Regions from separate parts of the Sus scrofa genome. Here region 1 is linked to region 2. Evidence: chromatin contacts called from public HiChIP or PLAC-seq data. All regions are on one chromosome and are shown on one strand. The core of a region is the stretch at or near the end of the contact, and the rest is flanking DNA. Distances in the headings are between cores, read along the strand shown. Region 1 overlaps LOC106509046 (a long non-coding RNA gene). Region 2 has its middle 91 kb from the start of GALR1.

Evidence for each region. HiChIP or PLAC-seq counts read pairs in DNA pulled down with a chosen protein or histone mark.
Region 1: a contact with region 2 is called in an H3K27ac HiChIP or PLAC-seq map of alveolar macrophages. The contact joins two enhancer-like sites.

Annotation. Positions count from the first base shown.
Region 1 is chr1:147,817,327-147,822,515 of Sscrofa11.1, reverse strand. The region is part of intron 1 of LOC106509046 (a long non-coding RNA gene); the gene reads left to right. Among named protein-coding and RNA genes, the nearest start is that of ZNF236, 38 kb to the right of the region's middle. Within about 2 kb of position 3,220, at least 28 of the 83 cell types and tissues checked have an H3K27ac peak or open chromatin away from gene starts, as enhancers often do. A contact at or near this core is called in alveolar macrophages, where this site is marked.
Region 2 is chr1:147,555,172-147,559,720 of Sscrofa11.1, reverse strand. No RefSeq gene overlaps it. Among named protein-coding and RNA genes, the nearest start is that of GALR1, 91 kb to the right of the region's middle. Within about 2 kb of position 1,915, at least 4 of the 83 cell types and tissues checked have an H3K27ac peak or open chromatin away from gene starts, as enhancers often do. A contact at or near this core is called in alveolar macrophages, where this site is marked.

The sequences.
Region 1 (5,189 bases), core at 1,971-4,470, 260 kb before region 2:
CTCACTCAGGATGGATGGCAGCACCTGGGACTTCAGTATCTTTTAATGTCCTAAGACCAGTTACCCTGCTGCAGTTGAGAAGATCTGGTAAAGTTCACTTCCACTTTCCCCCTCTGCCGAGACCAGCTCAGCAGGATGGGGCTGAAGAACGGGTGCTGTGAAACTTAAGGAAAAAAGTTAACATGAAACAAGACACAGAGACATTTATCTTAAGTAAAGGTGGGAACTGGGGGACTCAAGGTCTCAGGGACAAAGGGCACCCCCTCAAGAAACCACACTTGTTTTTATTGTGCTCTTGAGGATTATGTCAAGTGAGGACGGGGTTGTAGGTGCAGGATATAGGCTTTTTAAAGTTATTTTCATTTCATTTAATTTATTTTTTTTGTCTTTTTGCCATTTCTTTTCTTTTTTTATATATATATTTTTTATTTTCCCACTGTACAGCAAGGGGGTCAGGTTATCCTTACATGTATACATTACAATTACATTTTTCCCCCACCCTTTCTTCTGTTGCAACATGAGTATCTAGACAAAGTTCTCAATGCTATTCAGAAGGATCTCCTTGTAAATCTATTCTAAGTTGTGTCTGATAAGCCCAAGCTCCCATCAGGCAGCCACAAGTCTCTTCTCCAAGTCCATGATTTTCTTTTCTGAGGAGATGTTCATTTGTGCTGGATATTAGATTCCAGTTATAAGTGATATCATATGGTATTTGTCTTTGTCTTTCTGGCTCATTTCACTCAGGATGAGATTCTCTAGTTCCATCCATGTTGCTGCAAATGGCATTATGTCATCCTTTTTTATGGCTGAATAGTATTCCATTGTGTATATATACCACATCTTCTGAATCCAATCATCTGTCGATGGACATTTGGGTTGTTTCCATGTCCTGGCTATTGTGAATAGGCTGCAATGAACATGCGGGTGCACGTGTCTCTTTTAAGTAGAGGACTTTTTGCCATTACTTGGGCTGCTCCCACAGCATATGGAGGTTCCCAGGCTAGGGGTCTAATCAGAGCTGTAGCTGCCGGCCTACACCAGAGCCACAGCAACGTGGGATCTGCGCCGCGTCTGCAACCTACACCATGGCTCACAGCAACGCTGGATCGTCGGCCCACTGAGCAAGGGCAGGGATCGAACCCGCAACCTCATGGTTCCTAGCCGGATTCGTCAACCAATGCGCCACGATGGGAACTCCTTAAAGTTATTTTAAGTCACATAGCTGGTTGCTGATTAAGCTTTTATTCTGACCTTTAGGCATTTAATAATCATTAGCATTGAGGAAGCTTGGCATCAGCTATCTATGCATAGCATTCTAGAGAATCACCATTGTGCTTCTGCAGATGGTGTGCCTATCTGCAGCAACCCGGAGTGCCTAGGTTTGCACCTTGATTCTCCTTGCTAATGCATATCCTGCTAACGACCCCTCATAAACACCTTGGGGCCATGAGGCTCATCTTCCTCTTATTCTTTAGAGGACATATCATGCTTGTGCAAATGGCGTGCCTATCTGCACAGGTCCGCGTACCTAGACCAATGCATTATGTCTTCATTCAGCTGACCCTATGAATAACTTATGCCTTTAGGTCTTTGTTCTTAAGCTTAAGTCATTCACCAGCACTGGGACGGTTTTTCAAGCAGGAAGATGGGATAAAGTAAAGCAGGACAAGATGGAGTTTTCAGCAAAGAGACTGAGAAAATATTGTAGAAACATGTTTCGTGACACCCCTCAAATCTTCAGGGAAAAAAAAATCATATTGATCTTTAAAATGGATGCAAACAACCTTTTTGGATGTCCCTTGAGCTCCTCCTGAGTTAGTGCTTTATTAACCATTTTGCTGTGAGCCAGAAGCAGTGTGACCACCTGTTCCCGGGCCGGCAGCGGCTCCCCAGGCTGCTGTGAGGCAGCCCTCAAAGTGAGGTGCCTGCCCCATCAGCCTCTTAGAAAGACCCAGTGGCCTCGAGGCCTCTGGAACAAAGGTCACAGCGTGGACTCATTTTCTAGAGCTGTTGCAACAAATTGCACAGACTTGGTGGCATGAAACAACAAACATTTAACCTCTCAGTTCTGATGGCTGAAGCCCCAAAACAAGGCAGCAGCAGGGCCATGGTTCTGCAGAGTCTCTGGGGAGGGTCCTTTCTGCTGCTTCCAGCTTCTGGGCGCTGTGGGCCATCCTCAGTGTCCTTGTCTTTCGGATACATCACTGCTGTCTCTGCCTCCCCCTTCCCTCGGACCCTGTGTGTCTGTCTACATTCCCTGCATATGAGGACACCAGCCTTTGCATTAGGGCTTATCCTAGCCCAGAGGGGCCTCATCTTCACTTGATGTATCTGAGATCCTATTTCCAAGTAAGGTCGTGTGCTGAGGTCCTGGGGGTGTGCATTTGGGAGAGCACTGCCCAGCCTAGGACACAAGGCTCCCAAGCAGAGTATGAGGCTGCAGGTGCAGCCCTCTTGCTTAGGTCCCCCCAGTACACAAGTACGTTGCTGGAGCACTCTGCCTGCCCGTCCTCAGCTGAGGCACAAGCCCTTCCCTGATCCCTTCTGGGTTGCAGACCTCCCTAGGAGGAAAGTGGCACCGCTGGGAACCAACAAACATCCAAATTAAATGCCTGCCACATATTTTAAAGGGTCTTTTGAGAAGTTAAAGAAATGTTTTGTTCATTGTGACCAAGAGTTCCTTTGTCTGAATGCAGACCACCCGCCGTGATTCATGCTAAGGTCACTTAGGAAAAAAGAAGCAGGGTGGAAAAAGCCAGTTGACTGCTGGCCCTGAGGGTGTGTAAGGAGCTGCACAGAGTGACTCACCACTGACTCACCACCTTCATTTTCTTCCCGCTGCCTAAGTTCTGTCCTCAAACTTCTCAAGGCATCAGAGCCAAACCACTGGCAGCGTTTACAGCCTGTGACATTTCAAGTTGAAGTGAGAGAGCAGTACTTAAACATCAAAACTTAAAATCATCTCTTTGGAAGACAGATCCCTTTCCTTTCAATACAATGTCAGTGTCTTTTTCTTTACTTTGGAACTTTTTCTTCATATTAATCAAGTGATTACCATTTTATGGTTGACGCAACTTGCAAATAGTTGTAAAATTAATGTGAACAATAATAACTATTACTGTTGCTGTCTTGTTTCTGTTCCGGTGGTAGTAAGTCTGGACCATTCTTAACTGCTGCAGAAGAAACCAGGCAGGACAGAAAGTGAGCAGTCAGCTGCTCACACCTCCTGCTGCTTAGGACGGGGTGCTCCCAGGCCAGCATCCCAGGCTGAACTTTCTTATGGGCACTGTGGCTGGATAGCCCGTAATTTCTGACACAGTCATAATTTCAGATACGCTGTCATTTTCTAGCATTCAGTTTTGGTCTTCTGAGATCTGTGTTCTTAGCCACTCACAGTAGCCCCTTTGAGGAGATGAGGATCCCACCTTCCACGAGCATCGAAATCCAAGTCTTGTCATCTTGCCAGAGTCCTGTGGTTAAGACGGGCAGCAGCTTTAGGCACACATGGAGGGACAGAACTGGCAGGGGCCAAGTCCACTTACTGTCCATTTGGAGAAAGGGAGGAGCAGCAGAGCACAGCTGGGTTGCTGGTGATACAGCAGCCTGGACATCTGACCCAGCAGCCCACCTCCTCTGTGCCTTGGCAGAGGTCAGCCTGACATTGGCGGGTGGGCAAAGAGCTTAAAGTTCTCAGCCCTGCAAGAGAATTGCAGGCTGGGAATTGAGGCTGAAAGAGTAGGGATTTGCTGGAAGGTCAAGGAAGAAAAGGATGTCCAAGCCCAGAAAGTGACATGATCACTGTCCTGGAGCCATGACACTGTGCGGGCATTTGAGAAATGGAAAGTCTGCCAGAATGGGGAGTTTTCTTTTGCTGTGGCTGCAGTAACCAAGAACACAGACTAGGTGCTTACCCAACAAGTCTGTTCTCTCCCGGTCCTGGTGGCTGGAATTACAAGATTAAGGTGTTGGCAGGGCCATTTTCTTCTGAGGCTGTGAAAGACAGTCTGTGTCTTGCATCTTAGCCACTGGTGGTTTCCTGATCATCTCCGATGACTCTTGGCTTAGAGATGGGTGACCCTGATCTCTGCCTTCTTCCTTATCTTCCCTCTGTGGATGTCTTTCTCCCTGTCCACACTTCCCATTTCTGTAAGAACACCAGTCTGTTGGAGTAGGGCTCCCCCTGATGATCTCATTTAAACTTGATGACCTATTAAAGACCCTCCCTCCAAATAAGTCACATCCTCAGGTCCTGGTAGTTAGGGTGCCAACATGTCTTTTTAGGGGGATACAACTGAACCTACAATGGGGTGTAAGACACATTTGGAATGTGCAAGAAAAGACTGGAGTATGGACAATGCTGAGAAGTTCAGAGCTGGAAGGCTCTGAACTAATGGAAGGTGTTCAACAGGATAGTGACATGTTCGCATGGATATTTTAGATGATAGCTCTGTCCTGGGCAGGTTATGTTGGAGCAGGCAGAGTGGACATTAGTGTACATAGCAGGAGAGACCCCAGGTGCTGAGGGTCCACATGGGTGCAAGAGCAGAGGAATAGAAAGAGGGAGACACATTTTAAGAGATTTAAAAGGGAATTGATAAAGCATGGTCAACCATCAGGTGACTACATAAAGAAATTAAAGTAAGTGATAAAAGTGTTTGCCATGGTCTCTCTGAGGCAGAACTAAAGATGGGGAATGAGGGTGGTCCAGAGATTAGGTTTCCAAGGGTTCTTGGGAAGGGCTGGTGGGGCCTGAGGTGCGCCCGCAGTGTTCGGGCTTAGCTGCATGTCCCTGGAAACTGGGTTAGAGGCCACTTTTTGAAAAGCACAGAAGTTATGATTTAAGAAGCTCTCAAGCATATTGTGATAGTTCATTTTATGTGTCAGCCTTGCTGGGCCATGGTGCCCAGCTATGTGGTCAGACATTATCCTATATGTTCGTGAGGATGTTCTTTGGATGGGATTTTCATTTAAATCAATGTTTAACAGACTTTGAGTAAATTGGATTACCCTCCATTATGTGGAGGCCTCACCAATTAGTTGAGGCCCTTAACAGGAAAAGACTGACCTTCTGAGAAGAAGAAATTTGGCCACCTGATGGCTCCCCTGGGTCCCTAGCCTGCTGTCCCACCCTACAGATTTTGGACCTGCCAGGCCTCCACAATCATGTGAGCCAATTCCTTAAATCTCTC
Region 2 (4,549 bases), core at 666-3,165:
CTCGGGGCAGGAGACCCCTTTCCAGAGAGCCCTCGAGTGGGGCGTGAATAGGTGAGGCACCCGGGCAGAGCCTGGATAAGCATCAGGGCTGTGGAGTGAGGGATGGTCACACCAGGAAGACCCTGCCCAGGAGTCATGTGATGCCCTGACTCCTCTGGTCAATTAGGTCCTGGCAGACGAGTCACAGATTCTCTTTAGGGGACCAGATCCTCAGCTGTAAGCTAAAAGGATAGGATGTGGTGAGTATTAAATAAGATAATGGGAGTTCCCACAGTTGAGCAGTGGAAACGAATCCAACTGGGAACTGTGAGGTTGCGGGTTTGATCCTTGGCCTCACTCAGTGGGTTGAGGATCTGGTGTTGCCATGAGCTGTGGTGTGGGTTGCAGACTTGACTTGGAGCTGATGTTGCTGTGGCTATAGTGCAGGCCAGTGGCTGTAGCTTGGATTGGAACCCTAGCTGAGCCTCCGTGTACTGCGGGTGTGGCCCTGGAAAGCAAGCAAGAAAGAAAGAAAGAGAAAAAAAAATGTGTGTGAAAGCACAAGAAAAAATTGGAAGAAGTGCTGGCCTCATGGCCTCCTGCTTGTGACATAATAATAACAGCATGGCAGGGGCTGTGCTGCTTAATCTTCCCAGGAGTCCTGGGTGAAACGCTCACTCCGAAAAGACATCAGTGCACTTGTGGTGATTGTGGTGCTGGTTATGGAATGAATATTGCTAGAATGATCAATTAGGTATCAGGGGGCTCACAGTGTAAGCTGAGGTCATAGTTTATTAAAACACACCTGTCCCCAGCTTTGAGCAAAGCCAGCAAAAGTCTACATTTACAAAGAGAATATAAAACATCAGATTCTTTTGAAGCGAAAAGTCCCTTCATTCACTTCAAGTGAATTATCTAGAGTCCCAGCCTGGCTTTATAAAACCATAGATGTGGATTTAGGCCCAGAAATCATGGTACCCCGAAACATGGCACATCGTACAAGGTAGCAAGGTGAGAACTCAGTGAGGTGTGAGGGGCTGACAGAGAAAACACTTGTTGGATGTGTCAGTTTATCTTTACATGAGGATAGGTGGTGGCTCTGTCTTCTAGGAAATGGGGGTTGCTCTCCTCGGAGGCATCTACAACTCCCAGTTTTCATGTAGAATGTTCACAGGCGTTATCAGCTAGAGAGAAACTACTGCGTGGAATGTAACCACTTAAGTATGCTCTTTGGAAGGGTAAACGAGGCTCTTTCACTGGTATGTCTGACTGCGATGATCTAAATGGGGCGAAGGAGACAAGTCTGTTATAATCATGATGGCAGAAAAGCAAAGCTAAAGCCAGTGGAGTGGAGGCGCACACTCCTCTTATAAACACTGCAGAAAGCATGTAAAAATTAACCGGCGCCTTTGTGTCAGGTTTGTGGTACATAAACTCCATCTGCCTGATTCTAATTTCTCTGATCAAAGCATGCAGCATCAGCAGTGATGAACCAGATCTTTCAAGATCATCTGAAAATGACAAAGGAACCTGTGGAAGCAGCTTCCTGCTTCTTCTGGCCACTTGAGTCTCTTAGGCAGTTTGTTTAGGACTCTGGGATGATGGCTTGAAAACGCTGATTTAAGGCAGTATATAATCTCTTCACTAAAATAGCATACCTAAATATATTCCCAGAGCACTGACCCTTGCAAAAACTATCTGATGTGGGACGTACATTCATCACTATTCTGGCACAGGATGGTGGATTGCTCAGGCTTTTCCAGAGAAACGGAACCAGTAGGAGATGGTCTGCCCATCTAGCTGTCACCTGTAAAAAGGTTTCCTTCAAGGACTGGTCACAAGATTGTGGGAGCTGGAGAGTCTGAAATTTGCACGGCAGGCTGGCAGACTGGAGACCCAGGCAGCGTGATGCTGCCATCAGGAGGCAGAATTCCGTTTTTCTCTAGTAAACCTCAGTTTTTGCTTTGTTGGCTTCTAGCCGGTTGGATGACTCCCACTCACATCATCCAGGGTGATCTCAAAGTCAGTTGATTGAAGATATGAATCAATATCTTTGTAGAAACATCTAGGCTCATGTTTGATAGAACTGGACACTCTAGTCTAGCCAAGGAGACATATATTCACCCATTACGGAGGCATTGACTAAGTCTCAGAAGAAAACGTAAGGATTTGTGCAGATTTTTTGGACTAACATGGGTTTCCTAATGTCACTGACTAAAGCTATACACAGTGCCGTCCCCAGATAGATTTTAGAGTTTAGTGCAATTTAACTTTTAACTTCTATTGCCAGGGGACAAACATCCAAATGTTAAAATGTATTTTTCCTTCATCTCCAATTCTTTATGAACTTTAAGGAAATAACTGCCTTTAGGATAGACATCTGGATGCTTTTAAAAAAATAGCACTTGGAAGAGCTGAAAGACAAAGCACTTGCTGAGGCTTCTAAGATGAGTGTGCCTGACACATGGGGCAGGATGGGTTTTTTGTGCTAATGTATGCCTCTCAACTTCCTTCAAATGCCACATGATTCTTTTCTCAGAGGGTGGAATCAGTTCTCTGTCGACTATGATAAAGAAGATAGATAAAAGCACAATTTCAAATGCTGTTCGACAAAAATTATTTAATCATCTCCGGCCTCTTGTGGAAATTCATTCTGAGATGTGTGTTGGTGGGTAGCTTTGCAGCCCTGCCTTGGCAGCTGCAATAAGAGCCAGCTTTATGAAAAATTCAGTTTATTCATCAGTGCAATATACACTTTCATGACAACCAGAGTGCAGCCAAGGTCAGCCTTTTACGAGGGCTGAATATGGTTTGCAGTAGGAGGCATTTGAAAGGTCTTCACCTGCCTTCCCAATAATAGCAGTTTTCTACTGGCCGATGATGGAAATTCTAGCATCATTACTTTATTTAAAAATTATTACAACTTTGATTCATGAAAAAATGCAAATGTCTTTAGGAGAGGTAGATGAAATGGAAGCTATGGAGTATTTTCATTTGGGATGAATGGGTTTCAGATCTTCCCTGATCTGATTTCATGGGGATGGAGGAAAGCTCAGGGGTGAACCAGCTCTCAGTGAGCGGCTAGGCCTGCAGGCAGGCGTTCAGCGAGAGAATTGCACTACTTGCCATCTTTTTCCTTCTTCCCAGTTATATCCAGAATAGACCTGACTACACTTATGGAACCAAAAGTAAGCAGTTCAATATAATGTATAGGACATTAAAGTGCTAGCAGTTTAATGACAAGAGGTAGAAAGGTCTGGAAATTGAGGGCGGGTAAGGAGGGGGCTGGGGGAGTGTTATGAAATAAGGATGATAGATGAGGAGAGGGAAGATTATTAAAGTTTAAGTTTAGTGGAGTTCCTGTCGTGGCCCAGCAGAAACGAATCTGACTAGGATCCATGAGGATGCAAGTTCGATCCCTGGCCTTGCTCAGTGGGTTAAGTATCCGGCATTGCCGTGAGCTGTGGTATAGGTCACAGATGCAGCTTGGACTTGGTGTTGCTGTGGCTGTGGTGTAGACCAGCAGCTGTAGCTCCAGTTAGACCCCTAGCCTGGGAACCTCCATATGCTGCAGGTACGTCCTTAAGAAGACCAAAAGAAAAAAAAAAAAAGTTTAGGAGTCAGATTTATACTGAAGATAGCAGCTAGCTAGCTACTGAGAAGCTGCAAGTGAGGCAGTATGAGGTCATACTCCAAGGGAAATATGGACTACCTTTTAAATATTTACATTAATGACAGATACACATCAATTTCTGGAGTAACCCTTCTGGATATCCTGATGCAGAGTGAAAGAGAAGGGAGACCCATTTTCAAGAAATATCCATTTGCCAGGGGTCCAGCTGTATTAGACTTTGTTTCTGGGTAATTCCTTCCTGCCTGCTCAGAGAATTCAGGGGGTTTTTTTGTTTGTTTTTTAGGGCCACTCCCGAGGCACATGGAGGTTCCCAGGCTAGGGGTTGAATCTGAGCTGTAGCCACTGGCCTCTACTACAGCCACAGCAGCACAGGTTCCGGGCCACATCTTCAACCTATACCACAGCTCATGGCAATGCCAGATCCTTAACCCACTGAGCCAAGTCAGGGATCAAAACTGTGTCCTCATGGATGCTAGTCAGATTTGCTTCTGCTGAGCCACGATGGGAATGCCAAAAAGTTCAGTTTTATTTGAACAGATTTGTGTGGCTTTCTGATTCCTTGCACCCAGGAACCTTAAGTAGTCAGAAATTGCTTGGAGACCCATTGCATGCGAAATAGGGAAATTTAAAAAAAAGAAAAAAAAAAAAAACAAAAAAACAGAGGAGTTCCCGTTGTGGCTCAGTGGTTAACCAACCTGACTAGTGTCTGTGAGGACACGGATTCAACCCCTGGCCTTGCTTGATGGGCTAAGGATCCGACGTTGCCATGAGCTATGGTATAGGTAACAGACTTGGCCTGGATCCTCCTTTTGCTCTGGCTGTGGTGCAGGCTGGCAGCTGTAGGTCCGATTTGACTCCTAGCCTGGGAACCTCCCTATGCTGTGGGAGAAGCCCTAAAAAAAAAGAATGGGAGAGTGTTTACATAACCAAGACCAT